Linked DNA regions of Oryctolagus cuniculus: region 2 is linked to region 1. The links are chromatin contacts, called in public Hi-C maps. All regions are on one chromosome and are shown on one strand. Each heading gives the region's core, a stretch centred on a gene start, on an enhancer-like site or on the middle of the called end of the contact. The rest is flanking DNA. Distances are from core to core; before and after follow the strand shown.

Region 1 (2,700 bases), core at 135-2,634:
AGAGAGGGAGGGTAGAACAGAGGGGGAGAGAGAGAGAGAGAGAGAGAGAGAGAGAGAGAGAGAGAAACAAGGGCCAGAGTCAGGCCATTTGGATCTGAAATTGGGCTCTGCTACTAACTAGTTAAATGATCTCAGGAAAGTCTAACCTGTCTTTGCCTGTTTCCCATCAGTAAAATTGGAGAAAATAAGTTATTAACTACAGAGCAGTGTTGGGAAGATTGTGATACTATATAAATAGAGTGCCTAACACAGAGCTTGGACCATAGGAAAAGCTCAATAAATATTAGCAATATTTAACCTACCCAAGATCCAATTCTGATTTGGTTTAATTTCATTCAAATTCAGAAAGGTTTGGACTACAGCTGCAGAGGGCAATGACTGGTTCTGTGACAATGACTCCGGGGAAATCAGAGCATCGCCCACAGCACATTGGTCAGTCCCTGGCCGTCCCTGGGTGTAGGGAGCTCTGAAGCATCACAGATGAAGGCTGTGTCTTCACCACCAGGAGGCAGCATCCTGCAGCCTGGAATACAGGTGCAATGCAATATTTCATCCCCAGCGGAACTAGTGCTTAGGTTACACCTAAGTACAGAGGATTTGGAGGGACCCTCCGCCTCATCTGCAAGGCTTTCTAGTGGATCTGATGTCTGGATGAGACTTCAGGACCCCAGAAGTGACCACGGTGAAGGGTCAGGTTCATTGCCCAGGCAGGGGTACGACTTGAGTGAACTCCAGAGGCCACAGTTCAGTGGCCTCAGTGTTATGGAAAGCAGAGGGACAAGAAACAGGGCTCAGGGTCCCATGGAGGCACTTTGGGCGCCAGGATAAGGTATTTTTTTCTTGGAGACAATGAGGAGCCTGTGAAGATTGTAAGCAGGTGCTAGGACTGGCTCAGATATCTTCAGTTAATTGCCCTAATGGTGTCTGCATCCCATACCTTCAGAGAACCTGCTCTGTCGACGAGAAACAAATAGATGCCATCCTACATGTTCAAGGCCTGGGTTTTGCATTTAGCCCACTCAAGTGCAAATGTTCCTCCAGGGATCACATCCATGCTAGCATCCAAACAAAAAACTGCTTCATGGCTCCCACAGGGGACACAAAGGGCATGAAGTGGTGGCTGAGAGCCGCTCAGCAGGCCCAGGCCTCAGAAAGCAGAGGACTCGTAAATGTTTCATAAACACAACCTTCCCTCTGGACGCCTGCTCTGGCCCAGCGCCCATGACTGAGCCCCAGCGGCTAAGGGGCAGGTATCCTGCGGGTTACTATAGCACTCCATGGAAAAGAGCACTCAGGGAGAGCCACAGGCTGCCTGTGGGGAGGTGGGAGGGGCTGGGCTAGGCCGCAGATGCTGCTGCAGGTCTCGGGGATCCTCATGGGCTGGAACCCACTTTAGCTTCTCCAGCTGCAGCCAGGGAGGGAGAGAGGCAGCGCTCAGTCTCAGAGTGGCTGTCCGAGGCAACAGCCACGGGCGGCTGCTGCTGACTTGTAGCTTTTTCAAGGGGCTGAATTCCCAGCCAGACAACTCTTGGCATTTTTGTTAGGGAGGGGTTTTGAGAGAGGAGAGAGTGGTCTCATCTTGGAAGATCTGGGCTGAGTTTCCTCTCCTTTCTGATTCTAAGCAGTTACCTCTATGAGAACTGACTTCCAGGTGTTCCCGGAAAACAGAGCGGTCCCCACGCTGGACAGGAGAAAAGATGACAGTTGCTGAGACTGGGTGGTAACGGCTCTCAGGTGCCCCTCATTCAAAATGCCTTTTAAAGCCTTTGAGACCTTCAAGGAAAAATTTCTGAAACCTGGGAAGGAAGGAGTGAAGAACGCCGTGGGAGATTCGTTGGGGATTTTACAAAGGTAAAGTTGGGAGGCAAATTTGAGGTTTATTTCTTGAGTAGCCTCATGTTGGCAATGTATGAACGACTTTGTGTCATGTTTATAAAACACATTTTAACAAGGAGGGGTGGGTCAGATTACATGGTTTCTGGAGCCTCTTGCAGCACTAACAGTCTCTGTTGGGAGGGAAAAAATATGCATCAAAAAGTGTTGGGTTTAATTAAGGAAACATCAAGACAAGTGTGCTGTTTATGCAGCAGGATGAGCACATATTGGACTTGGGGTAATGCATATGATGTGTTTGGCATTAAATTAGCAAAGAGTGAGGAGATAATATTTCATGCTAACTCAGTGACAAATGTAGTTGTGTTTTGAGCTGAAAATTAAATATTTGAAAATTTTTTGTTTGTTATATGATATACCTAAAGTGGTCCCTGATTGAATAGTTTTCCCCAAAAGCACAGATAATGGCGTAATAGTTGGAAGAGTTAAAAAATTAGTATTCTTTAAAGCACAAAATCTCACATGATTATGAAGGGGAAAACATTAAGTACCATCACTGAATTGAATGAGATTTTAGTCCAAACCAAAAAACCTTTTTAAAGTAAAACACATTATCATGGGAAGGAGAGTGTGCCAAAAATAGATGAATTTATGTGACATTTTAATTTGTAAATTTTTATATGCCCCCTTTGATATATATCAGTTTTGATATATGAATTAATCCGTGGTCCTTATGTGCAAGGTAGGACTCCTTTATCTCCTTGACATAAATAAATGTGAAAATACTCCTGATAAGCTTTTTATGTGTTTGAATAATTATTTTTAATCCTGGTGAGTGAAAATGTCACCTAGCATCGCCTTTGTAAC
Region 2 (2,700 bases), core at 53-2,552, 360 kb after region 1:
TACTATCTTGCGAGCTATGGGAGACTCGAGAGTGCTGATTACAAATTTTCATCAGTGCTTTAGTTCAAGAAACAGTCAAGTTCAGTCCTGGCGCCAGTGTCACTCAGTTTGGTCTTCTGCAGTGTTCCTGGCTCCATCACAGTTCTGAACTTTGGGAGTTTATGTTCTCATTGATTGTTTACAGAAGTTTTGTATCCCTCACTCAGGAAAGATCCACTCACACTCCCTGCATTCCACGGCGTTACTTGTTAGGAAGGTAACCAACCAAAAGAGTTGAAGTGATCCTATTGCTTGTTCTCAGAATTTTCTGTCTTCAGGGATTGTGGTAGACCAAAATTCCTCCATGGAAAAAAAATGGTTCAGTAGTAAATAATATAAAAGTGGTTTTTCAGGGAACAGGCCCCATTTTTTCCAGCTCCCAGAGTCCCTTTTGCTGTGCATTTTCTTAGGGAGAATTACGGCTCGGTGGCCCAGAGCACCTGTGTGGTCTTCAGGGAGCCTGGGCTCGAGTCTTGACTGTTATTTCTGGGCAGCTATCAAACCGTGGGGAAGTTCTGATGTCCTCAAGCCTCAGTTTGCTCATCCATCAGTGAGAATCCTAGTACCTGCCTGTCAGTTAAAGTGAGGTTTAGATCCCTTATAGCGCCATTAAGTAGTAGGTGGAATTTCTGGTGAATTTATTCTGTGATAGGGAAGTCGATTTTTTGTTTCTAGGCTTCAGCCGTGACTTCCGGTGGGTGACTTCTGGATTTATGACCCTGGTCATTTCTCCAAACCCTCATTTCCATTTCTTTTCCTGCTTCCTGCCAGATAATTCCATAAGAATATTTCCGCTAAAGCTCAAGTGCCTGCTGTCGAACTCGACCTTCCTCAGCCCGTGGCAAAGCCCCACTTACAGGGAGGAATCTACCAATCTCTGTCCTGTGTCTTCTCTGACATCTTGCCAGTGAGGGACAAAGCTACCTGGTGGCGAAAGCTCCTTTCTTCCATGTCAGCATCTCTCTCTCTCCCTTCCTTAATGTCAGCACTTTAATTTGGTTCCGTAATGACTCTCACCTGGCTTTTACCCAACAGCCTTTGGCACAGTCCCCGTGCTGCTGGCATCGAGGAAGAATTCAGTAAGGGAGGGGGGAGAGTGTGTGTCGAGCCTCAACTTGGAGCATGGCCTCTTGCTAGGTATTGGTGGGTGGCAAAGAGCCAAAGAGAGGAGCAGGGAGGGATTTTCCGAGATGACTAAGGCACCCTGTAAGATGAGGGAGGTGCAGTTCGTGGAGGAGATACACAGAAAGGAGTAAAAGTCGGCTGTAATCATGGGCTGGGTGGACTGTTACGCATGTGTGTCCAAGGAGGCTGCAGCATGCATTTGAGGCTGCCCCAGACGCTGTTGCTCAGCCGTCGGAATCCCACAGGCGTGCCCTTGTCTTTCCCCTTTTGGGTTTCTGCATTTTGCCGTGCCCACCCCTCCCCACCCCCTACCCCCATTCTGGACTTTTCCCCCAACACTTCAGGCACTGCTCACCAACATCTTTGCTGGGTATCACTTCACCAGGGGTAAAACGGCTTGGGAACCAAGGGGGAGGGCTTCCCAAAAGTGGTCAAAGGAGGAAGTGGTAGCTTCTGGCTGTTTTTGCTGCCATCGACAAGATTATGTTAATCCCTATTTCAAAAACTTTAATGGATATTGCTTTGCCAAATAAAATATGGCCTTTTTACTTTGGTATTTCAGACTTTTGACTATCTGTTAAAAATATTTATTTGAAAGGTAGAATTAGATCAATCTTCCATATTCTGGTTCACTCCCCAAATGGCTGCAACAGCCAGGCCATGGGCCAGGCTGAAGCCACTAGCCAGGAGCTGTTTCCAGGTCTCCCACATGGGTGCAGGGGCCCCAACATTTGGGCCATCTTCCTTTGCTTTTTCTAGGCCATTAGCAGAAAGCAGGATCAGAAGCGAAGCGTCAAGGACATGAACCGGTGCCCATATGGGATACCAGCATTGTAGGTTGCTTTGTTACCTGTGGATCCATCTCTCCCCCGCCTCCTTTTTCCCCCCCTTTATTTGAATGGCAGAGTTGAGGGGAGGAGAGACAGAAATCTTCCATCTGTTGGTTTACTCTCCAAATGGCTGCAATGGCCAGGGTTGGGCCAGACTGAAGCCCAGAGCCTGGAACTCCATTCTGGTCTCCCACATGGGTGCAGAGACCCAAGCATGTGGGCCATCAGCCATCACTTTCCTGGGTGCATTTAGCAGGGAGTTGGATTAAAAATGGAGTATCTGGGACTTGAAGCAGCACCCGTATAGTATGCTGGCATTGCAGGCAGTGGCTTAACCTGCTGTGCTACAGTGCCACCCCAAGACCTTTAGCTTTCCTGTATCAACCTCTTTTTCCACTCTTATTTTCTGACTGAACTTATATTCCTATATTATGGATCTAGGTTGCAAATCAAAGGCCTGTTTGAACCAGGCAGATGAGTAAAGCAAGCTAGGGGTAAGGCACTAGAGAATGCTGGGAGGTGTGGCAGATTGGAATTCCCTACCACAGTTTGAGGGGGTGGTGTGATCACTGCTCTAGCGGATGGCTGCCATGTGGGAGTGTGGTACAGAGTGACTTCATCTCAGGAGAAGATGGAGACTTTTTTTTTTAAGATTTTATTTATTTGAGAGGTAGAGTTACAGACAGTGAGGGGGACAGACAGAGAG

What was found. Hi-C and Micro-C count contacts between places; a contact is called where the count stands out from the background.
Region 2: a contact with region 1 is called in a Hi-C map of an unstated tissue, with 2.6 times the contacts expected there. The contact joins the enhancer-like site here to the promoter of SLC17A8 in region 1. A contact is called at or near these places in 2 of 6 Hi-C or Micro-C datasets (embryonic fibroblasts and an unstated tissue).

What each region holds. Positions count from the first base shown.
Region 1 is chr11:103,262,428-103,265,127 of mOryCun1.1, forward strand. It overlaps SLC17A8 (solute carrier family 17 member 8), which reads left to right and starts at 1,385. Exons shown (of 12, transcript XM_002711219.5): 1 at 1,385-1,851. The coding sequence starts at 1,751.
Region 2 is chr11:103,625,664-103,628,363 of mOryCun1.1, forward strand. The region is part of intron 2 of ANO4 (anoctamin 4); the gene reads left to right. Among named protein-coding and RNA genes, the nearest start is that of ANO4, 27 kb to the left of the region's middle. Within about 2 kb of position 1,303, at least 1 of the 8 cell types and tissues checked has an H3K27ac peak or open chromatin away from gene starts, as enhancers often do.